3 separate regions of the Macaca mulatta genome follow, and all the other regions are linked to region 1. A link is a contact called in public Hi-C data. All regions are on one chromosome and are shown on one strand. The core of a region is the stretch at or near the end of the contact, and the rest is flanking DNA. Distances in the headings are between cores, read along the strand shown.

Region 1 (4,027 bases), core at 1,304-3,803:
TTTCACCATACAAAGCTCAGAGTAGAACAGTGTGGGGAGTGAGATGCTCTTGGATTTGAATCCCTGCTTGACCACTTCCAGGTTGTGAGACCTTGACCAACTTATTTAGTATTTCCAAGCCTGGGTATCTTCATCCATAAAGTTGGGGATAATAAAAGTGCAAACCTTGGGGCTGTCCTTAAGATTAAATGAGACATTGCATATAAAATGTTTATGTACATACGGCACATTCCAAGTGCTTAATAAATGGTAACTATTATTTATAAAATCTTGAAACTCACGTTAACCGATATGTCCTGTTTTATTCAAAAATGGTTATAATGTGACACATATAAGTTCACTTGAGTCTCAAGTACCAAATTACATGGTTGGTCTTGCCTCACCTTTTGCCTCTAGTTTTTCTATACCCAAGTTCCTTTCCTTTCCCTATTATTCGTGAACATATTTTTGCCCTAGTGTTTCTCAATGGCTCCTGCCCATCCCCCGAGTTGAAATAGCATGGGGATCAGAGGAGAGGACACCTTGTAACAAACTAGCAAGGGGTTTCTACCTTTCCTCTATCTCCAAGATCCAATAGTATATTCTCCTAATGGTCCTATTAGTTTACGTAGCTCAAGTGGGGAGCCAAAGATAGCTAATATTTAGTATTCACCTAATAGTGTCAGATACTATGCTAGGTGAGTTACCAAAGATATTCTGACTCTTCATAACAATTAGACAAGGTGGATGCCACTATTTCTGTTTCTGAGATGGGTAGGTAGAAGTTCTGACCCAGTAATTCGCTCGAAGTCATGCAGCTAGTTAGCTGGCAGCGTCCTTGCACATCTAATTGCAGATGCGTCTGCATCTACATTGGAGTAAATGTACCAATTATACTCATACAATGAATGCTATGAATCTGGCCAACATAATTCCAGACACTAACAAGTAAATAAATCAGGCTTTCCTCAATCCCAGTAACTCCTGTTTAATGTTCCTCGGCAAATACTGAATTTCAATCTGTGCTTGTTTCATAGAGTAGAATCTTTCAAATATTCTGTTATCGAGTCCTACATAGTCAAAGGGAGGGAAAGACAAGGAGGGTGATTAGGTGAAGTGTTTCTTCCATTACTGGTAGAACGGTTTCTCATCTCTTAAGCACCGAATTCTGCAATCATTCCAAAAGTGGAAGCTCAGCTCACAGTGCATTTTGGGGAAGCTTAAACCACACTAACCATTTAAGGTCAAGCAAACAATTGGCCAACCCTAACGTGTACTGTGCAGGGTTTTCATCTCAGATATAACAGATCTCTATATGTCCACATCCCAACTCCAGAAAACGAGAAATCGAGTTCCTCCTCTCACCATCACAGCTCTGCAGACAACTCGCTGGAGACCCCATGGGGAGCCTCACGTAAAGGCCCCCTTGCAAGCTGCCAGCTCCAGCCTGCCTCCCACATCTACCTAGGCTCCCTCTAGCCTCTTCCTCGCACACTCGAGCAACAGGCTCCTCGCAACCACCTCTAGCCGCCGGACTCCAGACCGGGTCTCCCGCTCGGGGTCAGAAGGTGGCGCGGGAGGGCGGCGGCGGCGGCGGCGCCCGCGGGGCGGGGCGGGGACTGTGCGCAAGCAGGGGGCGGGCGCAGGCCGCAGTCTCGCTCCGCTCCCCTTTGTTCTCGCCCATTGTGTGGCACTTCCTCCTCAGGCGCTTCTCTGCACCCTGCCAGTCTGTGGGGAGTTCGGGAACGGGCCCTGGATGCCTTTTCTGCTTGTTTTTGAGTACGTGAGGACCTCCCCGGCACCGCCACGCGTGGGTCCCCCTTGCCCCGTGCCCACGCGGAGGCGAGGTGGCCAGTGTCCTCCTTTCCCGCTCCGCGCCCTCGGCGGCTTTCCCGCGGCCCCCTGCGCCGCGCCCCCTCCAGGAGGCGTCCTGACCCCGCAATCCGGACTTTCACCTCCCGACCGCCAGCCTCAGCGCCGCCGCGGCGACGCGCGACCCCTCTGAGGGGCGCGGGCTCCGGACGCACCGGGCTCCGCCAGGCACCTAGTCGAGGGTCGGAGGCCGGCGACCAACCCGAGCCCATCCGCCCTGGCGTCCCGGGAGCTGGCGCGAGTGTCGCTGCGACCCTCCCCATCCCTTGCGCTCACGCTCCCCGGCCGCCCGGCGGCCGCCTCAGCCCCCTTATATAGCCCTCTAAAAATAGCTCGCCTCGCACCGCCTTGTAAGGCAGCAGGGAGATCCGCAGCGCGCCAATCCGCGCCCGCCGCCAGGGCCAAGCCCCGCCCCAGGCCCCGCTCCGGGCTCCCCATTGGTCCTCAGTGACTTCATGAGCCCCCTGTTTACCTTACATGGTCACACGCGGCCTAATGGACGCCCTCCTCCGAGATCCCACGGCTGCGCGGAGAACCGGGCGGAGGGAGGGAGTTTGGGGAGGGGGAAGAGCAGGAGGAGGAGAAAAGGGAGGGGGAAGACTACAAACTAGCAAGGATGGAGTGGGGGGTGGGGAGGGAAGGGAAGGGGGGGAGAGAAGCGATCGCGAGAGAAAAAAATGCAACCTCCCAAAATAAAGAGCAAAGATTGCATTAGGAGCGAACAGCGCTGCAGAAATAGATGGCAGCTTCGTGTCAGTGAGTTTGCATCCCCCTTCCTGATCCACGAGCTGGAGTGATTAGAGCCCTGGAAGGGAATTGTTACTCCCGTGGAGAAGTCCCCTTTTCCTGGCAGTCGTCTGCACTGTACACGCTGGATGCCTCTCTCCATCCACCCCACTCACTCGCTCCTCTCTCACCTCCTCTCTCCCTCTGCTGCATTGATTTTTTTTTTTTTTTCCTTTTTAGTTGACTGAAACAAAACAAAACAAAAGGGCCACTGGATGTCTGCCTTCTTGGGGGGTGAGCCAGACAGACTGACAAACAAACAGCCCCAACTGTGTTCGGGGGAGGGTTTTGCCTCCCGTTTTGCCCGGCAGCAGCAGCATGGACGTGTTGGCTAGTTATAGTATATTCCAGGAGCTACAACTTGTCCACGACACCGGCTACTTCTCAGCTTTGCCATCCCTGGAGGAGACCTGGCAGCAGGTGAATGATTTAAATTACTTGTGTAAATCGTGTGGTGACGGCGGAGACGCAGGGGCTGCGTTGGTGTGGGCTCTGGGTCGAAATTTTTGTTTGTTTGTTTGATTTTTTTCCCTTCCTTTTTGGCTGTCTGTTGTTGAAAATGTTTTCTGAAACAGTCATCTGCGCTTACCTCTCCACCCACCCCTAACCTCGTAGTGTGCCGAGCTGAGCAGCCGGTCCGAGCTGCCTGCGTTTCAGTCGCCAACACACATCCCTGCGCACACGTTGTCGGGTTTGCTGTCCCCTATCAGAGACCTGCCGAACTTCTGGGGTTCGGAGGAGCCGGGTGGGAAGGTGGTTTGGGGTGTTAGGAGCGATTGCTGACAGGGCCCACGTTCTCGCATGCATGAGCTCTACCCACTTGGAACCTGAAATCAGGTTCATCTATTTCAACTGGTGCTTACGACCATCGGATGGGGGGCGGGGGGAGGGTGGGCAGGAGCAAAGCGGAGTGTTTTTCAGTAATTAGCGAGTGTCAATAAAGAATAGGAGCTTGATTTTGAGACTAGAAGGTAGGCAAAAGAGAAAAGAGCCCAGTGACAAAAGATACTCAAGGAGGACGGGAAGATGTAGCTGAGGCTGACAATGCATTGTAGGTTTTCCCAGTGTGATGCCTCTATGCGTGTCCTTGTTTCTCTTTTTTGTTTAGGGTCCTTCTCTAGTTAGGCAGCACAACCTCAGACAAAGACTGATGTGTGCTTCCATGCCTCTGACTTTGTCTTAGAGGACTAGTTAAGAAACTCCTAGGATGCTGAAGGGCACCGATGCCAAGTTGGCTAGCCGTCCCAGGGAGGATGAAGCGGGGCTGGTGACAAGTTCACTGGGCTTTGTGAAGTGGAATAAAGAAAGTGCTGGTCAGTGGAAAGTGCTGGCTCTGCTGCGGAAACAGTGGTTTTTTTTCAGCAGCGATTAGGAGCTGCTGAGGGGACAT
Region 2 (3,512 bases), core at 196-2,695, 310 kb before region 1:
TATTAGTCTGAATCCCAGTGAGCTCCAATTTCTTTACGGAATTTATTTATTTATTTATTTATTTATTTTTCCCCGAGTCTTGCTCTGTCCCCAGGCTGGAGTGCAGTGTCACGATCTCGGCTCACTGCAACCTCCGCCTCCCGGGTTCCAGCGATTCTCCTGCCTCAGCCTCCCGAGTAGCTGGGAATACAGGCGCGCGCCACCACGCCCAGTTAATTTTTGTATTTTTAGTAGAGACGAAGTTTCACCATGTTGGCCAGGATGGTCTCCATCTCTTGACCTCGTGATCTGCCCGCCTCGGCCTCCGGAAGTGCTGGGATTACAGGCGTGAGCCACCACGCCCGGCCATCTACAGAACTGTTAAGCAGTCTAGGGTAGTGAATAGAAACGGGGCCCCAGCTGTGGGCAGGGACTGCTTCTGCCACTTCGAGATTTGCTTTTCCCCATCGATGAACTGAAGGTAATAAGAGCATCTGCCTCTCAATGTGCTGTTGTGAGGAAGCGCTTTATAATGGATTTCATAAGGTGCCTGGCACGTAGAAAGTGCTCAGTAAACATTGCGGTAACAGTGGTGGACTCTTTTTTTTTTTTTTTTTAATTGAATGAGTTGTCAACATTTAAAAATCTGGAGAGCTCACATAAAAATCCTCACTGATCAGTTTTGTCCACATATGTTACTTGCCTGGCTTCTGTGGGCACGCGGGTTGTGGTCCCTCGTGAACCCTTCCATCTCCCACCATCTGTTTATTGCCTTCAGATGATGATAAAAAACTGCACCATGGCCAGCAAGAACAGCTGTAGGAAGGAAGACTTCAGATTTTTTCTCCAAGTTGCAGAAGATGATCGTGCTCAGTCCTAAACTCTCTGTAGATTCTTTTATCGAGCAATCCAAAGCCCTTAGCGCTGCAGTTTAATCTAATTTGTTTCTTTTGTCAGATTTCATTTTGAGGCTGCAGCCTTTGAGAGACTAGCAGAGAGCATTTCCTATGGGAAATTTGGTTTCATTCATTTCTAGGTGGCAGTTTGGGGGGTCAGGATTGTCAAACTGGGGAGGACATCTGACGCCTGATGGTAGAACAAAAAGCCACCAGGGACAGGCTTAGGATAGTTCCACTGTGACATCCTTTTTCCTTTTTCCCTTTCACTTTGTCAGCCCCCCTACCCCATGTGTTAAATGGATTTTCTTATTTTTAATCTTAAAGAAAAAGAATTTGTGTTTATAAAATAAGATTTAAAAGGTTATTTCCTCCTCACAGTGGGCATCCAGGGAGATGGCTTGGCAGCCCCCAGGAGCTCAGGGAGGAGCTCAGCGATCCTCTCCTCTGTCTTACAGAACCGTGCTAAGTTACCAAAGGAAACCACCACTCATTTATCTAAACCCTTTGCAGTTAAATGCTCAGAGACGAATGCGCTTGTTGCAACTGCTCTCAGGGTGGCAGCAGACACTCAGAATGGTGTTTCGATTTAACTTATTGCATTTCAGCTAATTGAAAAGCAGAGCACATCGAAGGGCCTCTGCGAGAACACTTTTCAGACTATAAATCGGGGCTGGAGGATATGTTTAATTAAATCAGTCCTGAGGTCACAGGAAGGAAAAGCAAACCTCTCCCTCCCAGACTTGACCTGGTTCACGTAACATGGCAGCTAGAGAACTTGGAAATGTGTTAGTAGGACTAATGTAAATATACCAGAATAAAGCACTTCTCCGCCAGACTACGAAGCAAGAAATCGGATCTAGAGGCAGACAATGGCTCTGACCTTCCAGTTTAATTCTGCATGCAAGAAACACACAGATGAAGATGGCTGGAGAGGCTGAATTGCTACGTTTCAGATTGCAGTGCAAAGGATAGACTTTCTTAAAAGAACTTATTTCCAAAGAATTCTATTATTTGCTAGCAGGGACTTGGGAAGCCTTGAGTCAGTCCTGGGCCAGAACTGAGTGTGTGAAGGGGTGAATCATTAACTAAAACCTACCAGTTCATGAAGGAGGAAACCTAGTTAGCATTTGGGATCCTAGACTGGACACTAGCCAGGTGTCGTCTGCACCAAAGGAAAGCGTGGCCACACAGAAGAAGGGAAAACGGGTAGGCCATTTGTATGGCTTGGGCCAACCCAGCATGGCCCACACGGGAAGGCTCCACACAAACCTGTTGGTCTCACTTTTCTTGCTGAATTCTCTCTCAGGTTCATGGGCTTATATGATGAATGTTCATGCAACATCTTTCAACAGCCTTCTCTCCCCATCCTTCCCAAATTTAAAGATAGGATCACGTGACAGAAAGAAAAAGAGCAGAATGTAAATGTGAAATCATAGCATTTGAAGGTGTGATCTTGGTTTTTAGCTAGAAGACGAGGAAGCTGAAGAAGTAACTAATTCAGGCCGGGCATGGTGGCTCACGCCTGTAATCTCAGCACTTTGGGAGGCTGAAGTGAGCAGATCTCTTGAGCCCACGAGTTCGAGACCAGCCTGGGCAACATGGCGAAACCCTGTCTCTACAAAAAATACAAAAATTAGCTGGGCACGGTGGTGCACGCCTGTATTCCCAACTACTCGGGAGGCTGAGGTGGGAGGTTGGCTTGAACCTGGCAGGTGGAGGTTGCAGTGAGCTGAGATCACACCAGATCTGCACTCCAGCCTGGGCAATAGAGCCAGACTTTGTCTCCTTAAGATATAATAATAATAATAATAATAGTAATTAATTCAGTCCAGCCAGTCAGCATAGGGAGCTAGCATGTTGGTCATAATTGCATGGCCCAATCTAGAGCATATAGGTTCCTGTTATGAGCATCATGATGTGAAACAAAGGACTCAGTGCCTTGGAATCATTACCCACTCCTCTTGCATCTCTAATCATATATTGATTATGCTTATTTTTCATTCATAATTTTCTATGACTCCTTATTTCCCATGATGCATCCATATCAGTCCTATTACCCCTTTAGATCTATTTGTTTGCTGGATCAATTCTCGTTAAGACTTTAGTTTCATAGTTGTGGGAGGAGGGCAGGAGAGCTGTGGGGGAGGCGTTTATTCACTTCTCCTGGTCTTTGAGCAGGTAGACACAAAAACCTCTCCCCACGCCCTTTTTTCCTTATCTCTTCCTCTTGGATACTTTCTTCGTTTCCACTCTCTCCTCGTTTTCCTCTCCCTTACAAACTGCAAAGAAGACCTGAAGGATGAGATCAGGGTTTGTGATAGAGGTCAAGCGTCTGCCTCACCTTAGGCAGCTAGCTGCCCCTTATCCCTCTTCCCATTCTAATGATCAGCAAAGGAATGAGCAGATGAGGGATCAGAAGAAGAGAAATAAGGACAGCAAAGCCAAAAGGTCCTGCAGGACAGGCGGTCTGGAGGCAGAAACTTGAGATCCAATACCGAGATGGATGAGATGTTTGGCTTGGGCAGTCATTCACCTTTCTGGGCCTCAGTTATCACAGCTGTAGAATCAGAGAAACAGACTGGACATGCTCTAAGCCTGGCTCTGGGGTTCTATGGGTCTATGAACTAGGAAACA
Region 3 (4,031 bases), core at 790-3,289, 340 kb after region 1:
ATGGCAGGCAGAATAACGACATCCTCCTTCACGCGAAAGATATCCTAATTCTCAGGAACTATAAATATGTTACATTACATGGCAAGAGGAACTGAGGTTGCAGATGGAATTTGGTTGCTAATCAACTAGAAGCTTTCCTCCTAAGATAAGGAACAAGAAGCGTTCCTGCTAAGATAAGCAACAAGGCAAAGATGCGCCCTCTCACCACTGCTTTTCAACTTTGTACATTTGTCCTACATAATGCACTGAGACAAGAAAAGAAAATATGCCAATTGGGAAGGAAGAAATAAAACCATTTTCATTGGCAGACGACATGATTGTCTATGTAGAAAATCTGGAAGAATCAACATAAAAAATCCTAGTACTAATAAACTATTATAGTAAGGTTGCAGGACAAGGTTAATAAAAGCCAATCACTCTCTTATATACCAGCAACGAACAAATGGAATTTGACATTAAAAGCACGTTATCATTTACATTAGAATCTCCAAAATCAAATACTTAGGCATAAATCCAAAAAATTTTGTATAACATCTATATAAGGAAAACTATAAACCTTTGATAAAGATATCAAAGAAGAATTAAATAAATGGACAGATATTCTATATTCATGGATAGGAAGACTCAATATTAACAAGATGTCAATCCTTTCCAAATTGATCTATAGATTCAGCATAATCCCAATAAAAATCCCATCAAGTCATTTTGTAGCTAGTAACAAACTAATTTTAAAGTTTATATGGAGAGGCAAAAGACCCATAAGATTACAGGTGGAATTAAGGCTGCTAAACTGACTTTAAAATAGGGAGATTATCCTCAATGATCAGAGTAGGCACAATGTAACCACAAGAATCCTTAAAAGTGGAAGAGGGAGGCAGAAAAGTCAGTAGCAGAGTGAAGGGATAGAAATACACTCCACTGGACGCTGCCAGCCTTGAAGACAGTGGAAGGGGCCATAAGCTGAGGACTGCAGGCAGCCTCCAGCAGCTAAAAAAGGTTAAAAACCTGATTTTCTTAGAGATAGCAGAAAGGAAGACAGCCCTGCCCACACCTTGATTTTAGCCCAGTTAGACCCATTTTTTATTTCTGACCTCCAGCACTATGAGTCAATTACTATGTGTTGTTGTAAGCCACTAAATTTGTTACAACAATAGGAAACTTATACACTGTGCCAAAATTGGAGCTACACGGTTCATGTCCAATTAGCTCTAATTCTTACAAACACTGCGAGAAAGGCATAAGCATCTGGTTTATCCAAATGAAGACACTGAGGCCCCAGATGGTAAATGACTTGCCCAAGACCTCAGTTAGTAAAATGCAAAGCTAGAGTATAAGTCCAGGCTTGTTGGACTCCAAAGCCCATTTCTCTTCTTCTCCACTCAAAATTAACCCATGAGACGTCAAACCCTGAACAACCCTTGCTCCATGTCCAGATATGTACTGCTCCACCTCAGCTGTTAGACTCACTCCCTAGAAGCTGAAGGAAAAAAAGAAAAATCCAATTACCATTTAAAAATAGCTCCCTATCGAAATGGCCAAATGAAAGTTTTATTTTAGTCTAATTGGTCCAACTGGCTCTGCTTGATACTTCACTTATTCAATATATAGGATTCTTCTGAGGAAAAACATAGAGGGGCCAAGGGGTGACTCGTGAATGCAGGCTAAAAGCTTGGCTGAAAGCACTTTGAATCAATAAGCAAGCCAATGCTTTGGTCTGGGAAATTTACTAGAGTCAGGTTTGAAATGCATTTTTGTTTTTGCTCTTATCATTAATTACTGTTGCTAATGCTTTTTGTTATTATTTTTAAAATTAATTGCCAGGCATTGATAGTAGCCAGCAATTTTTCACACATTGCTTAAACATACTGAGATAAAAAATCAGAATCATAACTGGAGTGCATGTTTATGGATTACTAAAATGCTCACATAAGAATTACACACTAATTCAACTACAATAAAAAAAAAATTACACTTGAAGAGCTTATTATATACTATTCCTTCCCCTTCTGAGAAACATTTGAGCAGAAGCCTAGCATGGTTACCATAGCAACTATAATGCAAAATTGGCAGTAACTTTATGAATTGCAAATTCCTCTAAGGGTGTTGGGGAATTTTTTTCTACTTCCATTTTTAACCATCTCATATGCATTATTCCAGCAATATGTTAAACAAGGTTTTTGGGAACTCATGCATCACTTCAAAACAAGCTATGTTTTAAACCTTCAAATTTCATTATTCTAACAAGAGCAGACTTACCAGGAAACACCCAATTTACTGTCTTTTAAATTTTCCATTGTTTTTATTAATAACTGAGTTCTTAACACATTGGATCACTGTTTCTGAAGAGAATCCAGGTAGTCAAATAAATGAAATTACTATATTATTTACCATCATCTGCCCTTGAATCTTTCTGAGAATGGAGAAAGGGGATAGTCCTAGTTTAAAAAAAAAAAAAAAAAACCCTTGTAATTTCACAATCTGTTTCTCCTTCTAAGTAATATCAGTTGACATTTTGCATCAAAACTTCAATCAAACAAATGGTCAATCTTTGTTGTTTTCCTTTCTCAGTCCCATTTTCTCTCCTAGATGCTCATGAGCATGAAAATGACCCAGAGAAACAGCTTGAGTAACTAGGCAGTTAGTCCCAGGATGAATTGTTTGCTTGGGTAGTTCAGAGACTGGCTAAGGTAGCCAAAACTATTGTGCTATACTACATATGCATGTCTAAATATGTGTAATTGAGAGATGAGGTTATTCATATAATCATAAATGGTTCATGTCTGATCATTGCCAATTTCCTAGCTCTCCGACTTTGAGCAAGTCATTTGTGAGTTTTAGCTTCCTCATCTATAAAACAGGAACTTAAATTTTTCCCCAGTCCATTTCATAAGCCTGTTATAAGAATCACGTGAGATGGTATGTTTGAATAAAACATGTCCTTTTAAAATACTGCTATCAATTCTTCTCAATTTTTATTTTAGATATTCAATACTAATAATCTCCAAAAAACGAAGATTCTTTATTTTCAGAATCTAGTATCAAGAGGAAAGGTGCTAATTCACGGATTGGGTATCTCAGGGTTGGAAATAAAGGTAAGTACAAAAATGTCAGAATTAAATCCTATTATATAAAGATCTAAATTATTGCCTCTGGTCAGTTTCTCATTTGGGAGACCTATTTGTTTGCAAAACAGTAACACAGAAAATGACTGCACCCAAAGCACATCTCTCAGACAAGGGTCTATCCAGATTCTTAACGAGTCCAGGGAGCATTTTGTGGAGACAAGCAAGTCTATTGGCTTGTTCTTTTTTTTTTTTTTCTTCAACTCTTATTTTTGGTTAGGGGGTACATTTTCTGTCCTGTTTCACAGCAACTTCCTGAGGTCAAAGGAACATTAGTTGTTTTCCTGCCCTTGAACAATAGCCTTCAAAGAGGATGTAAGTATGGCCCAAACCTTTGATGGACATAAATTATGATATGCAACATAATCGGATAAACATGGTGAAGAAGGATTAAAAGATGAAAACTCTGCTTGGCTTCTGAGGACTCTGTTTATTCATACACTCTGTCATTCGTTCACTCAGCATTTACTGAGAGCCAACTATACACTGCTTCAGTAAAGAAAGGGAAGAATCAGACACATATTTACTCCTGAAGAGTTCCCCAGTTTACTGGGGGAAGATACAGCCCTTCTTTCTATCCCTCACTGCATCTAAGGGTCATGGGAACACAGAAATGGCAAAGACTAACCACAAATGGGGCAGGAACAGGTGAGGAGAGAGAACTTAGGAAAGTGCTGTTCAATCTACACTCATATAGGAGAATCTTTCCAGGTGGAGAAGAGGTGGCAGGGATTCCTCAGAGTACAAAGCATGTGAAAAGGCTCCGAAAGATGAAATCTGAATGCTGGGGAAGACCTCCGAGTAGCTAGAGCACAAAGATGGAGAATAATGACCAAGGAATCTAAAAAGTGGGTCAGGCCCAACTGGACAGTATGTGCATAAAAAATGAGGAGTCTCCTGCCTGTAATC

The links. Hi-C and Micro-C count contacts between places; a contact is called where the count stands out from the background.
Region 2: a contact with region 1 is called in a Hi-C map of fetal cortex germinal zone, with 7 times the contacts expected there. The contact joins the enhancer-like site here to the promoter of KLF7 in region 1. A contact is called at or near these places in 4 of 14 Hi-C or Micro-C datasets (blood, fetal cortex germinal zone, fetal cortical plate and 1 more).
Region 3: a contact with region 1 is called in a Hi-C map of fetal cortical plate, with 2.6 times the contacts expected there. The contact joins the enhancer-like site here to the promoter of KLF7 in region 1. A contact is called at or near these places in 4 of 14 Hi-C or Micro-C datasets (CD4 T cells, fetal cortex germinal zone, fetal cortical plate and 1 more).

What each region holds. Positions count from the first base shown.
Region 1 is chr12:112,422,784-112,426,810 of T2T-MMU8v2.0, reverse strand. It overlaps KLF7 (KLF transcription factor 7), which reads left to right and starts at 2,553. Exons shown (of 5, transcript XM_077957429.1): 1 at 2,553-2,607; 2 at 2,818-3,057. The coding sequence starts at 2,956. It overlaps LOC114671401 (a long non-coding RNA gene), which reads right to left and starts at 2,714. Exons shown (of 3, transcript XR_003721394.2): 1 at 2,324-2,714.
Region 2 is chr12:112,733,369-112,736,880 of T2T-MMU8v2.0, reverse strand. No RefSeq gene overlaps it. Among named protein-coding and RNA genes, the nearest start is that of CREB1, 59 kb to the left of the region's middle. Within about 2 kb of position 1,445, at least 10 of the 40 cell types and tissues checked have an H3K27ac peak or open chromatin away from gene starts, as enhancers often do. A contact at or near this core is called in fetal cortex germinal zone and fetal cortical plate, where this site is marked.
Region 3 is chr12:112,077,714-112,081,744 of T2T-MMU8v2.0, reverse strand. No RefSeq gene overlaps it. Among named protein-coding and RNA genes, the nearest start is that of FASTKD2, 40 kb to the right of the region's middle. Within about 2 kb of position 2,039, at least 7 of the 40 cell types and tissues checked have an H3K27ac peak or open chromatin away from gene starts, as enhancers often do. A contact at or near this core is called in fetal cortical plate, where this site is marked.